2 separate regions of the Triticum aestivum genome follow, and region 1 is linked to region 2. The links are chromatin contacts, called in public Hi-C maps. All regions are on one chromosome and are shown on one strand. The core of a region is the stretch at or near the end of the contact, and the rest is flanking DNA. Distances in the headings are between cores, read along the strand shown. Region 1 holds the start of LOC123051563 (WEB family protein At2g38370). Region 2 has its middle 16 kb from the start of LOC123048709.

Region 1 (6,832 bases), core at 2,387-4,886, 400 kb before region 2:
GTTTAGGAATTTGCGTCGTTGTGTTGCGAGTGTGTCTTTGTCTTTGTGCTTTCGTTGTGTTTGCTACCTTGTGCTTTGTTTGGTTTTGTGTTCCGTGAGACCTAAGTTCCAGTCATATGGTGTGAGACATATGCTACCTTATCCTTATCATATCTTTATCTATGTCTCTAGTCTTTTGGTATCTCATGAGTTGCATGCTTATTATGTTATATATCCTGCTCTCTTGTATCACGCTTAGGTTGTTGGTCTCTAAAATACAGGGGGAGTGTTGATCCTAGTATGTGTGTCGTGCAGTCCAAAGCACTTATCTTGATGGCACACATCTAGGGGGAGCCCGTCTATATTTTAGAGACTTGGGGGTTTGCTTATGTCCTTTGTCTTTTCCCGTTTGTGCAAATCCCGTATTGTCATCAATCCACCAAAAAGGGGGAGATTGTAAGGGCATATTTATCCGTAAGATATTTTGGTGATTGATGACAATGCTTTTGCGGACTAATCGTGTGCATTGAGTGTTTTCAGAGATTCATCCTTTGGCACGAGACGATTACCTCCCCTCAGAGTTTGAAGCGAAGACGGTGTAGTCCTTTCGAATTAGTTTGGTGGACTAGTTTCATAGGGATCACCGTACTATCAAGAGGAGGTCCGCTTTGGCAAGGCTAGGGTGGAATCAACACGTACACATCCTCTTTACACCCTCTGTGCCTTTCCGCTTCATTGGAGCTTTGCTTCCTCTCTCCTTGGGCTGAGTCTGGTCCTAGCGGTAGTACCGCGGTACCCATCGGTAGTACCGCTTGGGGGTCAGAAGCGGCAGTACCGCTCCGCAGCGGTAGTACCGCTGGTGGGTCCTCAGCAGTAGTACCGCTACGGTACCAGGCCCCTACCGTCTCGATTCGAGGGGTCTTTTTTCGTGTCGGATAGTGCGGTACTTCGCAGCGGCAGTAGGGCGGCAGTACCGCTCACGAGCGGTAGTACCGTCCAACCGCCGCGGCAGTACCGCTCGGATCTGTCCTCTCCTGCCCTCCAGGCTCCACGGTAGTACCGCCCTCGGGAGCGGTAGTACCGCTGTAACCAGCGGTAGTACCACTGCCTCCTGCGGTAGTACCGCCCTCTACGGGGCTGTTGTGGGGGTAACGGTTGGATTGTTCCCCCCACTATATAAGGAGGTCTTCTTCCCCAAAGTTGACTCACCTCTTCCCCCAAAAGCTCCATTGTTGCTCCAAGCTCCATTTTCGCCCGATCTCTCTCCCTAGCCAATCAAACTTGTTGATTTGCTCGGGATTGGTTGAGAAGGCCCCGATCTACACTTCCACCAAGAGAAATTTGATTCCCCCCACTTATCCCTAGCGGATCTTGTTACTCTTGGGTGTTTGAGCACCCTAGACGGTTGAGGTCACCGCGGAGCCATAGTCCATTGTGGTGAAGCTTTGTGGTGTCGTTGGGAGCCTCCAATTAAGTTGTGGAGATTGCCCCAACCTTGTTTGTAAAGGTCCGGTCGCCGCCTTCAAGGGCACCAATAGTGTAATCACGGCATCTCGCATTGTGTGAGGGCGTGAGGAGAATACGGTGGCCCTAGTGGCTTCTTGGGGAGCATTGTGCCTCCACACCGCTCTAACGAAGACGTACTTCCCCTCAAAAGGAAGGAACTTCGGTAACACATCCTTGTCTCCACCGGCTCCACTCTTGGTTATCTCTTACCTTTACTTGTGCACGCTTATATTGTGTTGTATCCCTTTCTTGCTTGTGCGCTTGTTGTTGTTGCATCATATAGGTTGCTCACCTAGTTGCATATCTAGACAACCTACTTTGATGCAAGGTATAAATTGGTAAAGAAAAGCTAAAAATTGTTAGTTGCCTATTCACCCCCCCCCCCCTCTAGTCAACTATATCGATCCTTTAAATGCCTATGTTTTCAACATGGATTTTGCCATGGAAACTTTTATAGATGTTTTTGAATTCTTGGGAACTTTTAAAATGATTTTTCCTCGGAAAATTATGATCAATGCACATGGAAAATATCATGGTAACTTAAAGACTTTTTTCCCTTTCATAGCATCTTGAGAGCTTTGCACATGGCAACTTTTATATAAAAGCATGGCTCATAAATTTTGACATGTACCCATTATGATATTTCAAAATTTTAAATGTTTTAGAGAACATTTTTCCTATTTTGCCATGCACAATTTTTTTACAGGTATCATGGCAACTTTACTAATTAGCCATGACGTTTTTATTAATTAGAACATGTTACTTTTTTGTAGGTGCCATGGCAATTTTATTACTCAGAGCATGACAATTTTATTAATTAGACCATGACCGTTTAAATGTATGTACCATGACAATTTTATTTTTAGTCTTGGCAATTTAATTACTTAGACCATGGTAATTTCATTAATTAATAGACCATGTCAGCTTCTATTTATGTAGCACGGCAATTATGTTTTAGACCATGTTAGTTTTATTTTTTGGTATCATGGCAATTTTTATTCTTCAGACCATGGCAATTTTATTAATTATGTTATGGAAATTTTATTAATTTTGTGTCCCAAAACATGGAAAATTGTAATGGTCAAACGACAATCTTAGGAATTACACTTGTCTCATGTGTGCATAGCCAAATCCTAAATTTGCCATCGTTTCAAAGAATAAATCCCCTAACCTTGCCATCTTATTTTAAAGAACAGAATTCATAAATTTGCATTGTGACCGTTAGACAAATTCAAAAGTTGAAATGTTTATAAAGAACATTTTTCCTATTTTTGCGATGTGCAATTTTATTACAGGTATCATGGGAAAAAAAAAACTAGACCATGGTAATTTATTTTCTTAGACTATCGCAAATTTATTACATACACCATGTTTTAACTTGTCATGGGGACTTGGGAAGGGGAAGAGCTGGAGGGTAAAATGCATGGCGAAACTTTCTGTTCATAGCTTCTACTCCCTCTGTTTCAAAATAGATGACCCAAATTTGTACTAACTACAAGTAGGTTTTGTCCCATCGGTAGCAACTCATGTGATGATGATAGGCTTAAAAGAATCTACCCAGCGAACCGATGACTAACCCGATGGTCAAACCGATGAACACCTGAACCGCCATTTGGTTGCCAATCCGGTTTTTTGAACTATGCAGCCAAGCCCATGTCACTGTTGTCAATCGTCGTCATGTGAAAGAGAGTGAATCACTGAAAGAGAGGAGAGAGAGAGAGCAGTGGTACGAGGGACCGTGACAAGAGATGATGTATCCAAGCAACGGCTCAATTCACTGCCACCTCGTGATGCCCGCCGAACGACGGTCGGCACCGCAAGGCCGACGCCGCGGTAATAATGCAAGCAAGCATGGCAGGACGCTCGTGCACCGCCGAGGGAGTTGTCACGCAGTGCGCAACGGCCCTCTGCCACCACAAAGATTAAAGGAAGAAAGAACCACCCGCGGGTCCGGCCGTGACGAAGAGCTGCCTCAGCCGCACTGTTTTCCGTGTCATCATGCTTAATGTACACCGCCACTGCTCCATTTGCTGCCGTGATTAGCGACAAGCGTGCAGCAGTCTCAGTCTCGGCCCAACGGCTACCTCAGCAGCAGCCGGTCAACGACCACTATTAAATCCGACTACTACCCAAGCGAAGCGAGCCACACTCCCCCGTTGTCCGCTTGCAGCCCACCCACCACCCCACCCCACCCCACTCTCTCCCTCGCTCTTCGCCCAAACCCAAGAACCCTGACCCAGCAGCACGCGCAGGACCCGAGAGAGAAAGGAATGGAAGAGGAGGCCCGGCCGCCCCTGCTCCCCGTGCGCGTCCCGGTGAACGGCGAGGACCTGGCCCCGGCCTCCGCTGGCGCGTGCGGCGTCGGCGGCGGCAGGGCGGAGATCGACACCTCGGCGCCGTTCGAGTCCGTGCGGGAGGCCGTCGACCGCTTCGGCGGCAGCGCCGCCTGGAGCTCCCACCTCGTCAACCGCATCTTCGCGCACCACAAGGTCAGTGCGACCTCCTCCCCCCTCTTCTCCATCTTGCCGCGGCTCATCTTGCCCCGATTTACATTATTGGCGGAGGAACGGTGCCATCTCCTGTTCCGCAGAGTACTTTTTGTTCTTGCACAGTACTACATGGCCGTACCCCTGTACTTTGGGTTAGTTCGTCATTCAATTAGGAGCAGAGCGGAGCGGTTCTTGTCCGCGATTCGGTGGCAAATGCGGCTAGTAAAATCAGCCAGCACTAATGTTTCTCTTCTCTCGATTGATTTTGTTCTTGCCACATTTTCCGCCTGCAGAAACAGAACCAGACTGTGTGTGGGGGGACTGAAGACGAGCAATGCGTCAATCTGGCGGAGCAGACGGCGCAGATAGAGAAGGAGCTCGGCGCCAAGGAGAGGGAGACGCTCGATGTGCTCAAACAACTCGAGTCTGCCAAGAAGATCATCGCAGATTTGAAGCTCAAGATTCAGAAGAAAACGGCTGAAGATACATTGCAGCCTGAAGAAGAGAAGCAGCAGCAACAGCAAGAGAGCAATTGCTCTCTCACTGAAGTGCCCACAGCAGAACCTGAAGTGAAGCAGCCTGAAGGAAACGCTGAAGCTACCGAAGAAGAGCAAACAGCAGAACCTGAAGCAAAGCAGCAGCCTGAGGGAAATGCTGAAGGTGCAGAAATGCAAGCAGCAGAACCTGAAGTGAGGCAGCCTGAGGGAAATGATGGAGCCGATGTGGACATGTGCGCCGGCCTAGACGAACAAGAGCAGCAGCAGCAGCATACTAACTTGGTTCTGATGGAGCTCGAGCAGGCAAAGTCGAACCTGAACAGAACCACGGGTGATCTCGCTGCCATAAGAGCCTCCATCGAGTCGCTGCGCAACGACATCGCGACGGAGAAAGTCTTGGTGGAGAGGAGCCGGGAGAAGGTGTCCTCGGACGCCACCTTGGTTTCTTCTCTGAAGCAGGAGCTGGACCAGACCACGCAGAAGCTGCAGACGCTGAAGGACCTGCAGAGAAGGCGCGAGGACCCCTCGGACATCTTCTTCGAGATCAAGAGGATGACTACCGAGATAGAGCAGCTCAGGAATGCAGCAAATGCGTCGAAATCTGAAGCCATGATGTTAGCTGCCGAGATTGAGCAGACCAAGGCCACCATCGGCACTGCTGAAGTGAGATGTCTTGCTGCCAAGAAGATGGAGGAAGCAGCAAGGGCAGCTGAAGCTCTTGCACTAGCTGAGATCAAGGCCCTACTCTGCAGTGAAGCCTCAGCTGAAGGTCTCCAGGGTGAAGATGGAGTGAGCCTTTCAGTGGAAGAGTACTCCGAGCTTGCTTCGATGGCTCGAGAGGCCGATGAAAGCTCAAGGAACAAGATTGCAGCTGCCATGGTCCATGTCGACGAAGCCAACCAATCAAAGTCGGAGTCACTCACAAGGCTGGAAGAAGCCAAAATGGAGGTTGAGGAATGCAAGAAGGCACTGCAGGAGGCTCTGAAGAGGGTAGAGACTGCCAACCGAAGAAAGTTTGCGGTGGAAGAGACCCTTCAGAGATGCCGATCGGAGACCGGACACAAGAGGCGCTCATTCCGTGGCTCCCCCAAGTTCAAAACTGCAGCACATCGCCACAGAGATGACTCTCACTGCATGGACATCATCGATGTTTCAGACAACTCCATGAAGCCGACACTGTCGATCGGGCAGATACTGAGTATGAAGCTAATGGGGCCTGATGGGTACGACAAGAGCGTGTCGGACGACACGAGTACGAGTGAAACCTCTAGCATCTCCCTCGGTCAGATCCTGAACAGGAGGCAGGCAATCTTGACTTATAGCAGTGATACAAGTGCTAACAACAAATTCTCAGGAAAGAGGAAGAAGTTTGCCTTCACTGGGCTTTCAGTTTTCCTGGCTAAGCAGGCTAAGAGCAAGAAGAAGAGAGGGTCAGATGAGAACTGATGTTAACTCTGCCAGAACACTAGCTAGTTACTGAGTGTTTTGACCCCCTATTTCCATGTCTGTGTTCATGTACAATGTTCCTAGGAGGAGTATATGTTTCTAGGTCTAATGAGGTTCTGATATTTATGTAGCTCCATGTACCAGTTCATCAGTCTAGCATCTCCTGAGTGATGTTGCTGATTAGTTAGTTAAGAGTTAGATTGGTATCATGTGCTCTATGAACATGGAAGATTCCAGTTCAGTTAGCTCTGTATCATGCACCCTGTGGTCATGTAAGACATTTGATTTGGAGTATTCGATCTGTTTGGGTAAAGCCTGTTATTATTCTGTTGTGCCTGGACTTGGACCAGCATTATTACTCGGTTCGACAGAGAAAATACAATCTTAGTTAGATCAGCGGCTCTAAATACTGTATACAGTAAAAAAAATGACCGCGAAATACTGTATATATAGGTTAACTAACTGCTAGTTAACAGTAAGTATATCATGTGCTCAATGAAGTATGAACATGGAAAATTACCGGTTCAGTTAGCTCTGCAATCATGTACCTGTGGTCATGGATGACACAATCGTATTCTGCTATCTTTTGATAAAAAAAAAACCTTTCTTACTGCTCCCTGGAGTAGGATGAGAATTGCTCCTTTGAGACAAAGTTTTTAAAATTAACTTATATGTAGTTTTAGTCAGTATATACAATCTTAGAGTTAGATTCTCTAAAACAGCATATATATAGGTTAACCAAGGGCTAGTTAACGGTAAGTATATGATGTGCTCAATGAAGTACGAACATGTAAAAGATCGGTTCAGGAGTATTCTGCCGTCTTTTGTTAAAAAAAACGTTCTTACTGCTGTCCCTGGAGTAGGATGATTATTGTAATTTTGTGAAAAAGGAATGTCTGTAGTCTCAGTAGGTAC
Region 2 (6,969 bases), core at 3,432-5,931:
GCGTTCCATGATTAAATCATGCATAAAATCAGTAGGCTCAGACTGTGTGAAGTCGTTTTCCCAGCTGCCGCGCACAAAAATGAGGTAAATGTGAAGTCAAAGAAGACGATAACAAATTTTTAACGTAGAATGCTTCAAGAAGCAAATGTGATAATTTGTACAGTGACGTTTTTCAGCGTGTGTGGACGCACGGCTGGACGTATTCAGTGATAATGATGCGACCGTATCATTCGAGATGTTGAGCTATCAACTCACATCACATCTTGCCAACAAGGCACATATTGTTAGCCGGCCAGCCCGATACGTACAGCTCATGTCCAGGACACTCGGGCGGTTCGTGACAGCATGTACAGCCGGCCATGTCCTCGGACGCATCTAGTCGCGTCTGCGAACACTGACCGGTCACATCTTATTTGTTGGCTTTCGCACCCGCGTCCTTATATCCGAACCCTCAAAATCATATAACCCATGCAAAAGTACGTTAAACACGATCGAACATCGGATCAACATTGCATAGGAGGACAAAAGAAGCATAGTTCGTCGAAGTTCAACGGCAAATCCATACGATAAACAACTTAAAACATAGTTAAAATATAAACAAAACAAGAAAGGGTGAAGGAAAATCATCATTTCCTCACCGGCCCCTTCCACTTCTAGTCGTTGGCGCGGCTGTGCCCCTCCCGTGTGTAGGCGTCGACATGGGGAGGTGCGTCATCGTCGGAGTTGGAGGTGGAGCTGTCCTTCAGGTCGGAGTCGGAGCTGCACCTCATGCCCGACAGCCTGCGGAGCAGGCGGTCCTGCTCCTTCGAATGGCGGGCCGCCTTCGCCTTCGTCGCCGCCTCCTTGTTTGCCTTGCGCTCTGACAATTCGAAGGCGAGTCAGAGCGCCTTGGCATTCTTGCGGCGGAGGCGTCGAGCATCCGCCTCTGTCGTCGTGAGGGAGCGATGGAGGACCTACGCGAGGAGCACGGCCTCGGGGTCGACTGGCGCGCTCGTGCACGAACGGCGCAGGAACATCGCCTCCCCCCGCTCCCTCGCTCGCTGCCGCTCACGCCGGGCTGCACGTGCCCGGATTCGGGCGTCCTCGTGCACGCCGACCCCGGCACGAGGACGCAGCGGTGGCCGGGTACCACTTCCGGACCAGAGGGTGGTGGAGGTGGGCGGCGTACCTGAAGGAGCGGAGCAGAGCTGCCGGAGCCGAGCGGGAAGGGCCGACGACGTTGCCGGCGGTGCGTCGACGAGCGACAAGCGCTGAGGAAGAAGATCCGCCGCGGCCGGGGCCGCCTTGCTCGAGCAGCGACCTCCTCAAGGCGATGCAGAGGGCCATCTTCTCCACATCGATGTTCGAGCCGTCGAATTCTGCACCGGGACCACCGCTACTTCCATCGCCAGCCATCGGATCGGAGGCCAGGGGATCGAAAGTGAAGTCGACGGAGAGGAGAGTGAAGTGGAGTTGGATTGACCGACGGGGTGGGCCAGGCTGACGTGGCGAACGCGCCCGGTCGGTCTCATATCCGCACATATTTGGACTAGATATGAGGCGCGCCGGACGGACATCCGTTTAAGGCGCCTGTCTTGATCGTTCGGTCAGTGACCGGGCCATCCGTCCGGGCATTTGAGGGACGATTTGTGATGGCCGCTGTAGATGCTATGAGGGGTTGTCAGGTTGACTACCTGCGACGCGCCTGGCCCGATGGAGACACCGGCACCACCGCGACGGCCAACCTCCATGGCGCCCGGATAAGGATGAAGAGGCTCGGTGCCGTGCACGCTTGTTCCTGCCGCGGCAGCGATCGATCGGGGGCCAGCCTGCCGCGGATTAGCTGAAGTACGGAGCTTAATTACGCCGCAGCATTTTTCCGGTGAATTTCACTCACGAGGCCACGGCATGGGCCGATGCGATGACCTGACCCGGGCGCTATACAACCGTAAATTGTTAAAAACAAAAGCGCAGACTGACAAAACACGGGGAATCATCCATGCATCACAAACGGAGGAGGAATGCAAAAACTAACGGTAATCATTCAGAAAAAGAGGACGAAAACGCACCGAACTTGTGGCCACCGATCATCATCAATCAAACTAGGTTACGATTAATGCTACTGCTAGAGTTGTCCATGCTAAGCGGCAGCAAAATCCTTATGTGGAGTGTCCCTCTTGCACTGCTGCACCCCTATCATTGTACTACTGCTGCCCTATAGCCATAGCCATGGGTCCTTATCATCAGTCGGACACCTCACCTCTCATAATTTGCACAAAATATTGTTGTTTTTGCACAATCAAAAAGAAAAAAAAAGTGGCGCAAGTGACGATCGGTGCGAACGCTTCTCCGCCACCAATTATTGCCTGGTGCATCCCCACATGGGTGAAAATCGGGTGAACCAATGGGACGGGATGAGATGACGGGCTGAAGCAGGTTCAGTGATGGAGTGAGTGCTCAGACAGAGCAACTCTAGCAGACCTCGCAAAAACTTGACCCGCAAAACGCGTTTGCAGTTTTACGATGACCGCGTTTGCGGATCGAAAACTAGCGCGGCCGAATAGATACTGTAAAACAAACTGTAAAACTGAAATAAAGAGCTCCTTCCTCTAGTCCGGCCGTTGCCGCCCCTTCCTCCAGCCGGCCACGCCTAACCCCGTCGGCCGCGCCCCGTCGCCCGCAGGCCATGCCCCGTCGCCCGTCGGCCGCGCCCCATCGCCCATCGGTCGCGCCTCGTCCTTGCCGGTCACGCCCCATCACCGCGCCGGTCGCGCCCAGCCTCGCCGGCCACGCCCAGCCTCGCCGGCCACGCCCCGTCGCCTCTGTCGTCCGCGCCCAGCCTTGCCGGCCACGCCCCGTCGCCTCCGTCGTCCGCGCCTTGCTCTATTGCCAGGCGAGCCGTGCCCCTTTGCCTGCCGCGTCGGGAGGATTCCGGCGGCCAGGCTGAGGTCATAGGAGGCCACGACGATGTCGAGCTCGTCCAATTCAAACCAGCGGCGCTCGATTGCGGCGTCTAGCGGCCTTTTCCGATGTGCGGTGATGAATTCCGGCGAGTTTAGGGCGGATTCCGGCAAACTCCGCGGCGACGTGTTTGCTCCGACGAGGTTTGACCGGTATACGGGCCCCCCTATATTCGGCCTTCCAACCTCCAAAGATAAGGGTTTCAGGTGTGCATTTGCGGTGGGCCTTAAAATTTTTACGGGTTGGACTACTTTTACGGTTTCTGTTCTGGACACTTTTTTTGCCCAAAACTGTAAAACGCAATTTTTTTACGGGTTTGACCACTTATGCGGGGTGTGCTAGAGATGCTCTGACGAACTTGGGGATAGTGCCAAGTAACATGTGGCCATGTGATGTAAACTTATCAGCGACCGTTGGTGATGAGTGGATATGTTTTATCCAAGAAGATGGCTCCAAAATGGAATTCTTGGGTCCAAAATGTTGTAGGAGTACCAGCTTGGTGGCGGTGGTGCAGCAGTAACAACAAACTCCCCGGTGTGGCTTCAATAAGAAAGTGGTGCCCTTTCTATGATAATTTAAAGAGCAGCTCGCCTGTCGATTTCTTAAGAAAGAAAAGGTGATGTCAATGGTATCAAGCTCATTAACAACGCAAGTCAATAACCAAATCTGTATTTTATTTTGCAGTCTCAACTCCTAAGTTCAGGGGTGTTTTAACTATGTATGGCCAGTGTGGCATGGCAATGTCTGAAGGTCCCGACAATGTGGCATGCACGCACGCTATCAAGGTCGCACGGTAGGGTTGTTCGCGCGTCTCCCTCTTGCCAAGAAGCAAATATGCAGCACAACATATCCTGTAATTCCAACGATAAATTTATGATACAGATAAACTTCAGCAGAAAAAGACATGAAAAAAAAAGCGACCCTTAGGCTGGATGCCCATGTTCGGGCCATGCTTGAATTGACTCATCCAGTAAAATCAGTCAGTCAGCTCAGGCTGTGAAATCATCTCCCACACATGAAAAAGGAGGTAGCAAGTAGAGTTAAGGAAGACGAGAACAATCTCGCATGACAAGAACAAATCGTTAACGCAAACTCGTTTCAAAAAGCCAAGTTCTTAACCACACGTGTTTAATTCGGATAGTGACTTGTCCCTCAATTTTTCTTTCTTTTTTTGATAGTGATGACTTGTATTGGTGAGGGCCGGGTGTATGGATGGACATTTTCGGTGATAATGCTCTGACCGTATCATTCAAGATGTCGAGCTATCAACTGGCCCTCTCGCCAACCATCTGAGCGATGGCGGTACGCATAATTTTCCAGCCAGGGAGGCTAGCAGAGGTACTACAACTCTTGTCACAAAGTTAGCAATTTCGTGCAGTTTGGCCATCCCACTTTTTCCGAGCAAAATCTTTTTGTACTAATGAGATGAAGCGGATGGGTATTGTGCAGTTTCAGCATCAAGTTCCTGAATGCAAGCAAGTCCACGCGAAAACGACATGAAGCGGTACACGTACATGGCAGCAAGGAGGCGAATTCCAGTACAACTTTTTAAGCCTACATTTCTTGAAGCCATGGATGAATTGGCCATCAAAATCGGTCAGACACAGAAGGAGGAAGACGATGACAAATTGTTGGCGCGATCGGGCACGTCTGGTTTGGATTGCGACTTGTGCTAGACTGTTTGGTGTGCACCGTACACTGGGATGGGGTGCCAGCTGGCCGGGGAAACCCGTACGGCTGATCATGGGGCGGCCGTATCATTCGTTCGCAATGTCGAGCTATCAGCTACTCTGTCACCAGCCATATGAACGTGTACAGCTCATTTCGCGGGGCATCTTGAGGTGAAACTCCGAGGAGCATATCACATGGCGACAGAGGAATCCGCTGAATAATTGGACGCTGTCGTCCACGGAAACTCGTCAAAATCTTACCGTGGCATTTGATTTGAGGCACACAGCGAGTCCGGCGGCTGGCGCACGATTAATTTGGTCACCGCATTTCTGGTTGCACGTACGCCGCAATAATCTGTAGTGTTTATTATGTGGTTGACTAACCAGGCATTGCCTATTCGGTGGAGACGTTGACACTTGGAACAGCTCGACGGCAACGTAGTTGGGAAGACAGACTTGGGATTGCTCTGCATTTTCTGTAGTAAATGTCACAATGAGATGGGTGCTGGTTTCGCTTTGTTCCGTTAGAGGTCTAAAGCGGGACTTGACAAATCAGCCTCTTAAACGCCCGCGAACGCGATCGGACTCGTTTACGGACAGTGACCGGTCACGTCTCAAATTAGCAGCACTACATCCGTCTCTCATATTTCATCCCCTAGACCCATACGAAGCATGCAAAGAAATTCTACATACTACCCTAACTAGTCTTCGCCGTCGGAGATGTCCACGACGATGGTGCCGAGCACCGGCTGGACGGGCGGGTAGGTGGCCTCCGGCTCATCCTCCTCCTGCTCGACCTCATTCATGTAGGCGAGCATCTCCGCCTCCTTTGCAGCCTCATGCGCCTCCATCTCCTGCCGGCTGGCCTCCGCAGTCGACTCCAACCGAAGGGAATCGAGGATGGCCTGCAAATCGGCGCGTCAGCGTCCCCCACATCCTCCTGCTCCTCCTCATCGTCGTCGTCGTCCTCCTCCTCCAGATCCACTGCATCCGGAGGTAGCCCCATGGCAATCCGGGCTTCACGCCTATCCCGAATCTGCTCAAGGAGTTCGAGCCAGCACTCCAGCGTCAGAAATTTTTCGCTCCTCACCTGGCAGCATGGGAGCGTGGCTACTAGGCGTACGGGGGGAGTGGAAAGTGGCGGCGGCGGCGAACAGGAGGAGGAGAAAAATGTGGATAGATGGTAGGGTTTCGGTGTCGCCAGTCGACTTAAATAGCCGGGCTAGGCACGACGCGCCCCGCAGGAGCTGCGCCATGCGGGGCCACCGGTCTGACGGAGGAGACGAGCTTCAGACCGCCAGGTTTCAAGGCGTTTCTGGCTGGGACCCCTTCGTCAGTCCAACGTGGCGGGCGTGTCCGGGCGCCCCATATCCGCCTCATATTTAGGTTGGATAAGAGGGGTGCCGGTCAGCCGGGCGTTTGAGGGCAGTTTGAGTGGGACGTCTAGGTCAAAATATCGTGACTGGACAGTGACCGAGCGACCCGCCCGAACGTATGAGGCGGATTTGAGGCGCTCGGCTGTAGATGCTCTTATACTACGCATGTGATTGAAAGTGGAACCCGGTTTGTTTTTTCTTTTTTCTTTTTGATCGTATGGGAAAGGAATGTCACGACGAGATCCAGATATATGCAGAAAAGGCTAATTTTAATATGGTTCCTCTTACGTCCTCTTTTCACATAATAGATAAGAAGGTAAGAGTTAATCAGACCACTTCTTAAAACGCCAGCTGTATTCATTTTCCCCTACTAGAAGTAGAAAAACATCTGTTTTCACGAAAGGAAAACGAAACAACTACACGCCAATGAGTGTAGTAGACGGCAAACAAACAAGATTCCACTATCTAGTGACCACAAAAATAAAATGATGCGCATCAATGAGAGCCAGAGTAACATCGTCACTCCTTAAACCGCCTAGTGAGTGTTGAATAGCATTCTCATGGTTCAAAAATCAGACAAATAAAAAAATCTAGCAAAAAATTTAGGCATGGAACGATGCAGAAAAAGAGGAAATTAAAGCCTCACAATTTTTTTAGAAACATTAAAGTCTCATAAGTGTTCCCGGCAAAAAAAAAAGCCTCACGAGTGTTTTTCTTTTTTCAGAAATAATAAAGTCACACAAGTGACAGGGCTTGCCATGCTGCTGGTGGAGCAAGCCCTACGGCAACACCGTGGGAAATATCTGATACTCCCGGTGCTCCAAACTCGATAGCACATTTTAAATGTTTAAAAAATTCTAAAAAATACAGCACATTGACACATCAACTTATGTTGTTAAAAAAATTCAAATCAAAATGCAAAACATTGCTCCAGATAAAAAAATGACAAAATGGATATCAATGTGATAATGGGCCTAATCTAA

Evidence for each region. A called contact is a pair of places that touch in the nucleus more often than the background predicts.
Region 1: a Hi-C map of leaf shows a contact between it and region 2, with 3 times the contacts expected there. The contact joins the promoter of LOC123051563 here to the enhancer-like site in region 2. A contact is called at or near these places in 2 of 5 Hi-C or Micro-C datasets (both in leaf).

Annotation. Positions count from the first base shown.
Region 1 is chr2D:62,041,289-62,048,120 of IWGSC CS RefSeq v2.1, reverse strand. It overlaps LOC123051563 (WEB family protein At2g38370), which reads left to right and starts at 3,636. Exons shown (of 2, transcript XM_044474473.1): 1 at 3,636-3,974; 2 at 4,268-6,126. The coding sequence starts at 3,756. The coding sequence ends at 5,917.
Region 2 is chr2D:61,644,558-61,651,526 of IWGSC CS RefSeq v2.1, reverse strand. No RefSeq gene overlaps it. Among protein-coding and RNA genes, the nearest start is that of LOC123048709, 16 kb to the left of the region's middle. Within about 2 kb of position 4,681, at least 2 of the 8 cell types and tissues checked have an H3K27ac peak or open chromatin away from gene starts, as enhancers often do. A contact at or near this core is called in leaf, where this site is marked.